Regions from separate parts of the Hordeum vulgare genome. Here region 1 is linked to region 2. A link is a contact called in public Hi-C data. All regions are on one chromosome and are shown on one strand. The core of a region is the stretch at or near the end of the contact, and the rest is flanking DNA. Distances in the headings are between cores, read along the strand shown. Region 1 overlaps LOC123409677 (protein ecdysoneless homolog). Region 2 holds the start of LOC123407811.

Region 1 (6,534 bases), core at 1,205-3,704, 84 kb after region 2:
CGAAAGGACTACGATATATCCCCTACACTTGTGGGTCATCACTGATACAACTCATTGGGAAGGGTAGGGTCGTGCCACAACCTCTGCCAGATTTTCAGGGGTAGGTTTCTTCCTCTTTGGGCTACGGTCGGCACCCTCATCCACGTCGTTGCTTGCTGAAGTTGTATCAATCATCCCCAGACCAGTTCCCCCCTCAACAGCATCATTCCTTCCATCGATAAGCAGCAAAGAGGTTCTTGCCACACGCCGATAGACTTGAATTGGTACTTCCTTACGCTTATGTTGATGTTTATTCTTGACAGGGGAAACCACTTCCTCATGAGCATCTTTATGTGTCCTTGAGTTTCTGGTTGCATTCTTGCTATTTGCACCTGAGTTAGATCCCTGGAGGAGTGCTCCGTCGACGTGGGTTTCCTGTAATCATCTGGCGCGTGGAGCTTTGGTCCAAACGGGAGCTCCCCCTTCTCATCCCGGGAGCCCGGCGTTGGCCAATACAATTCAAAGTGCCCTAGACTGCGAGAATAGGAACAAAAGTATATGGAATCTGCTCATACTGAATGTCATACATATCCATTTTCTTCCTCTTGGCACAGTCAATCAAAATCCACCTATGCAAAGGTTTCTCCACCTCGATTGTGTTCCGTGCTCTCAGAAAACCATCACCATGATCAAAACTCACAGATTGTGGGTTCTTGTCCATCTGCTTTGCACTGGGAGTCCACCAAGACTCACCCCTCAAATTATAGGGCAGGTTCACCACCCGCGCCCAAACTTGGAGCCGAGCAAACTTGAGTTCGTCCGGCCTTGTACAGTTATCGTATTCCGCAAGTACCACAACATGCTTGTTGATATGCCATGGCGATCCACCCCAAACACGATCTCTATCACATTGGGTCTTGAATTCATATACAAATGTATTCATTCCTACTGATATGAACTTCAAGCCTCGTGGGTTTCCCCACACCGGACCAAGGGCACTGGTGATGGTCTCGATATGGAATTGGTTTCGGCAGAGAATTTTACCAGCCAGCAACCACCTCACCAGTCGCGTCGATCACCACGGGGGTAGCCTCTTCCTTAGACATATCGAACTTGCCCAAGGCTTCCTCCAATTTCTTCATGGCATCGCGACCCGCCGACGCTTCGTCCCCGCCCTCAAATCAGTAGCGGCACTGGGAGCGGCCATCAGCGTTCCTTCGCAGCGTACTGGCTCCCCCCCCCCCTCCTTAAATCCCCGGGCGAGACACTAGTTCCTGTTGGAAATATGAGCAATTTACCATATGATTTTATTAAAAGAAAAACTAGGGAAAACATGACTATCATAAAATAGATGAAACAAGACATGGAATATAAAGATGAGACGACGAAAGACAGTGCACATATGACCTAGAAGAGAACATGTGTAGAGCCGTTCTATATACACAAGACATCATATGGAGTGATGAGCAAAAAGGAACATATCTAGAAGTGAAACTATAGCAAAAAGTTGCGGTAGGAACTCAACAAAAAATAACATGAGTACGTATTGAGTTGCAGCAGCAGTAGGGTTGGTGTTGGTGTTGTCGTTGGCCATGTTACCGAAGAGGTTGTCGACGTCGGGGAAGTAGTCGTCGTCTGCGAAGAGATCGTCGGTGTCCGTGATGGAAGCCAGTAGTCGCATTGAGCGCTCCCCAAAAACCTTATCGCCCTTCTCCCGTACAGGACTCGAAGAGACGGAGTTTCGGAGGCCTACTGTCCCGACCTACGGTGCACACCGCAAGTAGGGATGGGGAAGAGCGTAGAAGCAACACAGAGAAAGGAACCGATGGCGAGAGGAAGTTCTGATGCGTCTTCTCTGGAGAGGAGCGACCTCTCTTTTATAGGCGCAAGAGAAGGAGGCGAGAGGCCAACGACGGGAGCCGAAGAGAGCGAGGGAGACGAAACGAACAGACAGCGGCCGAAGAGTGTTGCGTTCGCTTTCAATATCCACTACAGCAAAACGTTCAGCTTCCGAATGACCTTTTGTATACTAGTCGTGTGTGGCAAAAATTTAGTTCGGCTCGACTCATTCCTGCAGTGTGACGAGACGGACGGCGGAGGAGGAGTGCGTGTATGTCTCTCTTGTTCTCAAGCTCATACATGTGTGGAAACATCCTTCCTTATAAGAAGGTTCAACTTCCACTAAACTAGCAATGTGTGACTAAACATTTCCACCTCTTACCTTACACAAATGGGCTGCATAGGCCTCTGGGATTTATTAGGAATTTTCTAAAATTATATATTGGGCTGGCCTAAAAATAGGCAAAATTCCAAGGACTTTTCTTACCTAACAAGGGTAGTAAAATATGACGGGTTTTATATACTGTACTAAGCACCTACGCAAACTCAAACAATAGATCTCAGACGCCTGGCAACAAAGGAAAACGTTAAGATCATCCGCATGATATCTCCCTCATGTAAGCCTCCTCTCCCGAGTTACACGTGTCATATGAGCCCCGCCACCGCTTTCATTCCCGACCTTATCTCCTTCCTTCCCACAGGTCCTCACCCCGTCGCTTTCCCATTTCCCTATCTTTCTCGTTTGCCACACAAGGAAGATTGCTCCGTGTCGCGAGCTGGAATTCGAGGGGAGCACGTCGTGCTAAGGGCCACCGGCGGTGGCTCGGGTACCGGGCTGCAGGCAAGGCAGCCGCTCGTTACAAGGGATTCTCCTGTGCTACAGAGCATGCTCGGTGCGGCGAGATGGGGCGCGGGCTGCCCCTGCGACAGTGGTGACGCGACGACGCGGAGCGCAATGCTCGTCGAAGTTGTGTTGAAACTTTTTGGGGGACTGCAAAGCAACATGACTGATGATGCAACTCGTGGATCTCGCGAGCGGCGAAGCTGGAATGCAACGAGGGCCAGCCGCTCGCCGGGGGACGAAGCTGCAATGTAACACGCTTTGATGCTGTGACCTGGGAAACACACTGACGACGGAGCTGCAATGCTACACCCAAGGAACTGCAACTTGCATAACTCATCGGCGGTGAAGTTGCAATGCAACGCATGAGGTGCTATGACCATGGGCCTCGCCGGCGCCGAAGTTGCAATGTGACACCCAAAGCGCTGCGACCATGGGTCTCGCTCCACCGGGATCTCACCGGCGGTGGAGCTGGGATGCAACGCCCAAGATGATGTGACCACTGATCTCGCCGACGGCGGGGCTGCGATGCAACGCCCAAGATTTTTGCTCTGCGGCGTAGCATCAGCTAACGAGCTAACGAGCTGTTGCGATGATAGTTGATGCTAACGAGCTGTTGCGATGATAGTTCCAACGGCTGAAGCAAGATGGTCAAAGGAGAACTAAGCAGCATGATAACGAAGCATCATTATGTTGACCCGTCCAACGGACGGGAAAGGGCAGCGTATTTCCTGGAGAAATCAGCCGGCCCGACAGCAAAACCCATGGGCGAATTGCTCCGAGCATCAGCCTCCAACTCGAGCAACGATGCCGCCCGAACACAAGCTTCAGACAATTCTACATACAATGTTTCACCTTTTGACTACGGGCATGTCCAATGCAAGGACTCTTCTTACCTAATAACGGTAGTAAAAGATGACGGGTTTTATATCCTGTACTAAGCATCTACGCAAACGCTAACAACAGATCTCAGACGCGCCTGGCAACAAAACCCACGGGCAAATTGCTCCAAGCATCAGCCTCCAACTGGAGCAACGATGCCGCCCGAAACTGAGCATCAGCCTCCAACTCGAACGACGATGCCGCCCGAAACTGAGCATCAGCCTCCAACTCGAACGACGATGCCTGCACGGGCAAAACAGCTTCTAACTGCGCCTGTACTTGCCAAACACACTGGACATGGCCCAAGACGTCTTCATAAACTGCTTGCATAGTGCAGTGGTATACAGGGCTTGCGTATAGTAGTACAGCAGTAAGATTACACAGAACGTAAGGAGATGCAGTTTTACAACAACAGATCGGGAAGCAAAACATATAGACCTCGATGCGTAACACTATTCTCGCTTCTTCTCCTATGTTTCCTGAAATCTCAAGTGTACACTAGCAAACACAAATATCACGGCTTTTTACCGTCCGGAGGTGGTACCTTCACGCCCATAAGTCCAAGCAGATTGGAGGCCGGGCCAGGAAGGCCTTGTTGAGACGAGTACGAGTTAAGAAAGCTCTCCACAAGGTTTAGGTTCACATCGACTGGGGCCATCTCCCCGTCACTATCAGCGGCATTCGAGGGACCCTGCAAGGCAAAACAATAACGCAGCCGCCAATTAGTCAAATCATACAACACCGACCTCTAGCAAGAATCGTACCGGCCTCAAGTTCGCAACTGAGAATTTGTTAGTATGCCATAAGTGCAGCTATGGAATGTCTAAAGTAAGCTGGATACACAATTGACCTTGGTTATCTGGGAGAACAGAAATGTACAAACAGAAGACATGAGATTATCTACATTTGAACTGGAAAAGAAACGGTGTCTGCAGCTAAATGATAAACTTTGTCGATTTGGACAGTTTGTTAACCATATCTGATATCCAACTAGTCAACTCATGTGTTCCAACATAGCATGATATACTGACATTCTTACATGTTTGTGGCATTCACTTTGACCACTAAAGACTATTAATGCTTGACGAAGTTCTAACGGAATCTTCATGATTTTAAACCGACTGAGTATGCGCGTACTGAGATCTGTTCTACATTTGAACCCCCCATATGCTAAACATGCAATTTAAGAATGTGCCTTTTCAAAATCACACTCCAATTATGCATATATTTTCTTAAAACCTAGCCTACAAATAGTGTAACAAACTAACAATACTAATGGCTTATAAAGGGTAATAAGTTTGAGCAAGCAGTCCACATGGTAGTGCCCTATCCTGAACACAAGATGACAAGATGAAAGCTTACAAGGCCCCAAAGGAAGTTTACCTCACTGTTGGTGCTAGGGTGTTGTGCTCGAGAAAAGGTTTCCTCGATAGTAGTCTTACTTAGCTCTTCATTCAAAGCATCCGAATATGATTCCATGAAAGAATCATCCATATCCTTTTCGCCAGCTTCTTCAGTAGAATCATTCTCGAAATCAGAATCATCTGCACCAACAAAAGCACTTTCAATTTCTAATAACACGCAGTTCCACAGCAAACAAGAATTCCTAAATCAAAATGGTGACTGATGCAACAAAGATAGGAGGATATTGTGGAAAGGTAGATTAAATAAATAAATAATATTTATCAATTTATCTATGAGAAGATGGTCAAAGGATACAAAATAATACTGTACTAGCTAACCATGTGCAAGGAAGATACTTATGAAGAAATGAGATTTGGAAGAAGGTGGCGTACCAAAGTCCATGTCAGATGAGGAGGATTTTCTATCAGCTTCGGTATCATTGCCAGCTTCCTCTTGTGAAGCCCTTCCTAACACTGACTCCATGGCCTTGAAGAACAGATTGACATCAAGGTCTACTGTTTCCGTGTCTTCCCTACATGAGCAAAATCAGTAGATCAATACCAAATAGCCAATCCAGTTGAGCAGGTGCATAATTAAATGGCTACAGCAAAGAAGTATAATTATACCCAGATTGTTACACGCCACAAGTCCTAGCAATATATTTCATCTGTAATGTGCTAGACAAATAATGCCATGTAGGCTTTCTGCCGGGGAAATAATCTCTAATCACATATTACTTCTTTAAAGTCATTTATGCTCAAGGGACTGATTAATTAGGTAAAGAATCATCCTCTATGAAGCCCCAATTACAAAGGTAAAACTGCCGGTCTATTGCAAATTCAGAATGCCTCAAATACATCTTCTCCCTGTCCATGATGAAAATACACTATTTTTATTTACACTGCAGAATAAAGGTTCTACATTTAGGTTTGGTTCATTTAATTCTCAGTTAACAGTTCTGTGCAGCGAGTATCACATTATGTACTACTGGTAGTTTTAGGAACTTGGCTTCTCTTACTAGCTCTGTAATGTACGTTATGGGCCGTCTGGGAATTTGGCCTAGCATTACCCTGTCTGGGAAGGCCCAATTATAGCACCTTTGAGGGTAGGGCTTAAAACTCATGACGAAAGGAAGTAGTCGCAAACTCGCCGGAAGTCGCTTAGACGCCTGCCCCACGGTGGGCGCCAACTGTCGTGGGTATAAGCCTGACAGTAGATGTCTAGGGTACGAATGAGATGGGCAGAGTCCTAGCTACGGCGAGGTTGTATGAGTTCAGGCCCCTCTACGGTGAAGGTAATAGCCCTACGTCTCAGTGCTCTCGGAGCTTGTTACCGAGTGTAATATGGAGTACAATGTTTGCTAACCCCTTGACCAGTGGGGGAGGGCGGCTTATATAGAGTGCGCCGCCCTCCACAACGGTTCTGACTCAGGGGTGGAGTAGTGGCGATTGAATGCATACGTTACAGGTAACGTATGCTCTAAATGCTAATAAACGCACCCGAAAACGTACGGCAGTTTCCCTCCAGAGAGGTTACGACGTACCGAGTGTATCCAGTCGGTTGGCTTGGTGCCATCCGAATGCTAGCCT
Region 2 (6,718 bases), core at 1,805-4,304:
TTACTTACACTTACAATGTCATTAATTTCCACTACAAAACTCGTAGACTTGCATGTGTAGGGTGTGCTAGACTTGGTAAAATCGAAAAACTTGCCTACCTTTAAAAATGGAAAAGTGTTAAGTTTTAATTTGATCAAATAGTCTACGTGTGAAACAAGCGCTTATGAAAGACATTCGCCATGTTATGCAAACAAAAGTAATGAACATTGTGAACGATGTGAAAGTGGCATCGTCTTCGTGTCAGAAACCATCCCGTTAGCGAACATAACGTAGCAATGTTGGTTAGGTTCCTTGCTGTGAAATCAGACCACTAGGGTTCAAGTTCTAGATTTGACACTAGTGCTCACATTTTTTCTGGCTTTATTTCAAGCTTTACGGCGATGTTTGTTTTGTGGAAGGAGACGTTCCCGCCGACTATGAAGGCGCCCATGGTGACTTCGTTAATCCAAGATGTTATCCGACTCAGTATCTCGGAGATGCTTATAGAGGTATAGCATATGTGCGTTCATATGGATGAGTGTATGTGCATGTATGTGAGCATGTGCGTTTGTACTTTGTTTAAAAAATAAAATCATCCAATTCATCTTCTTACAAGACACTAGCTGATTGTTTGTGCATTACAACAAGGGCATAAATATTCTAGTGATTCTTCCCTTCAAAGAACGACGTTCTTCATAATTAATGTGATCCTTTCATCCAGTGCTCGATGATACTTTCATTGGTTAGTGTGATTCTCCGTGTCCAAATAATGCAAATCTACATAATTAACATGATTTTTTCGTCCAAAGCATGACACTCTCCATAATTGCATAAACCAACATACATATGGAACTAAACCAAAGAATGCCATATCATCACAACCGTAGACTGTTTTTTTGGTAGATATCGGGCCAACCCGTGTTTTAGTTTTGTGTGAACCTTTCACTGACCAATAATACATTTCCTGCTCTAGAGATAGAGTTGATAAGTTAGCTGAAGTAAAATATTTTCTTTTTTTTTTCTTTTTTTGATTAGGTTTGCAATGAAAGATAATCTACAGACCGAAGACGGTGTCGCTACGGTCGACCGTTCGGGTACCAGATGGTCTTCGATTGCGACGAAAATTGGTAGGCGGATTACCTATATTAAAATAAGACCGCATGCCAAGTTTTAACCCAGTTCAAGAATATTTTATACACACTTTTAAAAACAATATGTAAACGATGTCGCAGGCGAGTGCGTGTGTGGTTGGTCTCAAGACGGTCAACGACAAACACGGAGAGAACCGGCAACTAATAACGGATGCAAGTTTTTGAAAACCTGCAGCAACGGAGTGCCGATGCAATGCAGATGATGCGATGATGAATGCAACAAACATACGAACCACACGACGAAAACGGAATAAAAGGGGAATCTTTTGGAACGTCGGTCTCGGGTTGCCACAGGAGGCTTGCTGCGCATCGAATGGCAGATATTTTCAAAAAATACGCCATCTTGCGAGCTGTCAGATATAACACAATCTATCTTACTCTACTTTGCAAGAGAGGTGTCGTTGCAGAAACATGTGTAACGCCGGTTATGTTGTGGGTGTTTTGTAACATAGGTTGTGTTGCATTTTTTTGTAACATATGCCGTGTTGCAGAAAAATAAATTGCAACATGGGCCCTGTTACAATTTTTACTTTTTTGCAACAGGGGCATCTTCGATCTTTTTTTTGTATTCCTACCAAAACGTTCTAGTTGCTCATCGCAAAAAAAAAGTTATAGTTGCAAAGTTTGCAACAACGCTTTTTTCGTCTTCTTTGTATTCCCGCAACAAGACTTTTGTTGCAAAAAAATTACAACAAAGATCATGTTACAAAAAAGGTGAAGAGAGATAGAGGAGAAGTCAGGTAGAGAGGCGTATGGATCTCGTTATAGTAAATAAGATCATAGTCACGTAAATGGGTTCAAGACGACACGTGTCAAACGCGGCAGCCGGCAGACGCGCACATTAAACCCATCGGCTGATGTGAAGAGTTTCCCATAATTTAGCTTGAAAACGCAAATGCATATTAGTAACTATTTTCTTTTACTTGCTGATGTCAATCAACACACGAATAATAAATAAGTAAAATCATTTGCCTAGGTAACCTATTTTGATGACGAACGTGTTGGATGGCGCGTGAGTTAACAACCCGTTCTATTGCCTAGTCAGTCGCAACCTTTGCAACATGCCTCATGTTATAGCCATTTGCTTTGCAAGAAACAATGTCAATGCTTGAACCGTTTCATACCGACCGCAACCAGCTCCGTTCGACCCACCGTCGAGTCAATTGTAACCTTTGCGGCGAGCACCTCGTCGCTCTTGCTTTCTTCACGACATATCACGTGTCGCAATAATCAAACAAACAATGCCATACCGAATTACCAATCACAACCAGTTTCGTCCGACCCATCGTCTAGTCAGCCGCAACCTTTACAACGAAGCACCATGCCGCGCTCCCTTGCTCCGCAACATGGGGTAAGTTGCAAAAGGGTGAAGATGGCCGCGCGCCGTCCCATGAAAGAATCAGATCCAACGGTCACGGAGAGGGTCGACGCGCGCAGCTCGATCAGTCGGATGAGCGCTAGCGTGTTCCTTCCATGTCAACAGGGTAAAACTTTGGCTAAAACCAAACCAAACACACCAGCAGTTAATAATTAATCCAACAATTACATGCAGTCCACAAAGGGGGGGGGGGGGGAGGGGGAGCGCTTGCGTGCCCGCTCCTACCCCCTGCCTGCCTGTCCTAGAGAAAAACGGCGTTTGGGTTTGTTTAGTGCGGCCCTCGCAGAAAACACATGACGGAAACGGATAGAAAAGCGGCAGCACCGGGGTGTGGTCAATCATCACAAGACGACTAGCGCTCATCCCTACTCGATCGTATGGCTTCTAGAGGCTCCCGTGGAGTATGTACGTATGTATCTGTACGTAGAGCGCGGGCGGCCTGATCCCCCAGCATCCATCCCCCGGGGTCGCTGTCAAACAAATCCCGGATCGAGCGAGCCCATTGCCGTCTAGAGCCTCGCTTCGCCGCACGGCACAAAAAGGGGAGCGCCAGCCCGCCCGCCCACGCCCAGCCGCGCTGCCCTCCTCCCCTCCACACGTCTCCTCCCCTCCCCCACCCCCACCCCCACCCCCATCCTCACCCCCCGCCCCGCCGCCGACGCAGCTCCTCCCTCTCCATCTCCATCCCCATCCCCTCCCCGCTTCCTCGGCCCGTCCCTGCCCTACGCGCCCGGCGCTGCCCCGCGCGGCAGACACAGCGCGGCACAGGTACGGCTCCGGACCCTCCGCTCGCTTCGCCCCCCGACTCCCCGAGGCGCGGGGTCTCTCCGCCTCCGTCCGCGCGGGTTTGATCTGAGCGGCTGGTTCGGTGTTTCGCGCAGGTGGTTGGTTCATGGCCGCCAGCGTGCGGGAAGCTGCGGCGGGGCACGTGGTGGACGACTACGACGGCGGCGCGTCGGACGGCGAGATGGACGTGGACGTCGACGTCGACGCGGAGGCCGGAAGCGAGCTCCAGCACGGCCGCGGGGGCGGCGACGGCGACGACGACGAGTACGCGCTGGTCGGTAACCTCGTTCCTTTGGTTCATTGGTTGGTGCCGCGGTGGGCGGCTTGCGCTGCTTGCTTTCTCCGAATCGCGGATCGCACACAACATCCGCGGTTCCGCTTTCGGCTATTCGATTATTTGATTGGTTGTCTGAGGTTCCTTTCTCTTTATAGTACGATTCCAAGTCGAGCGTGATCTTGCTTAGGTTGTTCAGGAGTTTATCAGTGGCTTGCCTGTCCTTGTTAGTGTAGCGGCTGGCTCTTTCCAAACAGAAAAAAAAAGAAACCCACGGGCATGGATTGAAGCTCCACTCACAATTAATTAGGTTCAACCTGAAACCCGATCGCGGAGAGAGGTTCTTACTTCTTAATGCCGTGGTATCAGCTTAGCTTTCTGGTGTGTTCACCGCTTCTACCTGCGGGCGAGAATTATCCATTCTATAAGTTAAAAGCCGCAGTAGTTTGTTATGTTACGACAGAGTAGAGAAACATAACTTGCCATCGACAGAACAACCGTAGCATATATTCTAAAAAAGAACTAGTATATTATGCGAGGCGCGCAATCTTCTCGTTCAAAACATGCGTGTGTCGCGAGAGGAACCTTAGTCCAGTGATTATACTCAAAAGGGCGCGCAAAAGCTACTTTTAGACCGTGTCTAGTTTGTGGTGCTGATATTTCCTCTCTTAGTCTCTTGGTGCTGAATTCAATATTCATGATGAGGGGGGACTTGATGTCAATGGTGCTTGTGGAGCAGATTAGTATTGCCCAATCATGCAGCTCGAATGTGCTACTTGTGTTTATCTCCAGCCAATAATGATCTGGCTTACCATTCTCCGTAATGTCGTTTTCACAAGTGGCACACACTGCATAGTTTTCAATGCCCCACTTTACCAGGCGTTGCAGATGCTGCGATGTTTCAGTTCTTTTTGAATTGGCTAAGACCAAAGAGCATAAAACATGGCTTTCTGCTAGAAAAAAAGGACCTATGTCTTAGCCGTGTTGATTATTCACCTGCTGAATTGAAAGCAGCACATGGGACCGCCATGTTTTGGCGTATGCATGAGATCTGTTTATGTGGCTGCACCTGACTCTATCTAATCATCAAGACCACGGCATGGTTGAATAAATGTTGACTGATGTAGCTTAGTAAGGACAAATAATTTCTTAAAAAAAACTATGTGTTATTTCTTTGCCCTTTTCCATGCTTATATAAAAATTCTGAGTATTAAGCTAAAGCGTATTGATATTTGACTATTTTCTACAGCTCACTAGGATAACTGACACATCAGCAGCTGAAGCAAGGGCAGGAAAGGATATACAAGGTATACCATGGGAGAGGTTGCAAATTACCAGGAAGGATTACAGAAAAGCTAGGTTGGAACAGTACAAGAACTATGAAAATTTCCCTCAATCCGGAGAGCTCATGGATAAGGTCTTTAATTACTATATAAATTGTACCTGTCAATGTTTAGTCTATGTTCTAGATGATCAATTTTCCTAAAAGGATCCTCTAAAATGTTAACAGTTGTGCAAGCAAGTGGAGAGCAGCAGCAAGTACTATGAATTTCAGTACAACACTCGGATAGTGAAACCATCAATTCTCCATTTTCAGGTGAGTTGTGATCTGTTTTCTGTCCTATGAAGGATTTGTAGTATGGCATGCTTATTACATCCATTATCAAACGTTATATGGAATTTCATTTTACTCACTTTCTTATTAGCATTTATTATCGTGCTTTCTTTGCAAAGTTCCGTGTCTTATTTGTATCCATATCAGTAAGAAGTCTGAAAAGGAAAACTTAGTTCCCTTTTTTTATGGGATCTCTGTTTTAAGGATTCCGCTAGAATGGTCGAACTTCATAAATGAATGCTGCAGTGGTTACATAGAATTTCACATGAAACTTTTAAAGGAGTATAACCCTGAAAATGAGCAATCGAGGTTATTGTGTATTTATAAAGCAATGTTTGATTTGGAACATAGCTGGAAATCTGTATCAATTATGTTAACTCAACTCAAGGCCCGCGATGCAAATACAAAGTCATCCCACGTCCGTGCAAATGGGCACCGGCACAAAAATCATATTCCTTTCCTCCACTCGGGCACCTCTGTGGTATCTGATCATAAAGATAAAGCTGATGTGCTCCTCAACCACTTATTTTTGCTGGTTGGCACGAGTGAGGGCAGACCCTTCCAACTTGATGGTGATTTCCTGCAGCTGCATAGTGCAAATCTGAGTCATTGAGACCCTCCTTTCACCATGGACGAGCTCAAGGTGACCATTAAGGATATGCCGTCTGAAAATGTTCCTGGCCCTCTCGATTTTATAGTTTTATTCTTCAAGAAGTGCTGGAGCACTATCAAGTTCGACCTCCTGAATGCTCTTAATCAGCCGTCTGCAGTTAGTGGCCAACATTGGAATCTGCTGAACACTGCTCACATTAGGCTTATCCAGAAGAATTTGCTGGCCTGCTGATTATAGACTGATCAGTTTATTGCGAACCTGACAAAGATTCTGAGAAAATTGCTTGCCCTGCGCCTTGCTACTAAGCTGAATGATCTCATCTCTCCATGTCAGAGTGCTTTCCTTAAGAGATGCATCTAGGGCAATTTCCTACATACACAGAACCTGATTCACACCTTGCATCGTGCAGAGAAAGCCTGCCCTCTTCCTCAAGCTGGATATTGCAAAAGCCTTTTGATTCGGTCTGATTTAGGTGTTTTTCTAGTGAGTCCTGGTAAAGCTCCTAGACGGCGTATTTTTTTTAAAGCCTTTGATTCTGTTGATTTCATGGCGCAGTTTGGATTTGGGCAGAAATAGAGAGATCTTATTGCCGTATCTTTGGCTTCCACCTCGTCCTGTGTCCTCAACGGCGTACCTGGCATTCCTTTCCTGCATCGACTGGACCTTCTCCAGGGCGACCCTTTGTCGCCTCTCCTATTCTTGATGTTGCCATTGAGCTGTTGCATAAGATCCTCAAAAAGGTGACGAAAGATGGAATTCTGAGTCAGCTGTCCAGCCGCCATGCAAGGTTTTGTTTTAGTCTCTGCGCTGATGATGTTGCCTTGTTCGTCAACCCTGTCAGGAGCGAGGTGGATGCCCTCACTCTGTTCTTGCCGCTTTTGGTGATGTTTCCGGCCTGCACACAAGTTTCTCAGAATCAACT

The links. A called contact is a pair of places that touch in the nucleus more often than the background predicts.
Region 1: a contact with region 2 is called in a Hi-C map of an unstated tissue, with 6 times the contacts expected there. The contact joins the enhancer-like site here to the promoter of LOC123407811 in region 2. A contact is called at or near these places in 3 of 6 Hi-C or Micro-C datasets (leaf and an unstated tissue).

What each region holds. Positions count from the first base shown.
Region 1 is chr7H:50,377,222-50,383,755 of MorexV3_pseudomolecules_assembly, forward strand. It overlaps LOC123409677 (protein ecdysoneless homolog), which reads right to left. Exons shown (of 5, transcript XM_045102546.1): 3 at 5,338-5,477; 4 at 4,925-5,085; 5 at 3,840-4,232. The coding sequence ends at 4,056. Among protein-coding and RNA genes, the nearest start is that of LOC123409677, 19 kb to the right of the region's middle. Within about 2 kb of position 2,455, at least 1 of the 3 cell types and tissues checked has open chromatin away from gene starts, as enhancers often do.
Region 2 is chr7H:50,292,395-50,299,112 of MorexV3_pseudomolecules_assembly, forward strand. It overlaps LOC123407811, which reads left to right and starts at 3,055. Exons shown (of 10, transcript XM_045101038.1): 1 at 3,055-3,276; 2 at 3,390-3,568; 3 at 4,818-4,985; 4 at 5,079-5,165. The coding sequence starts at 3,401.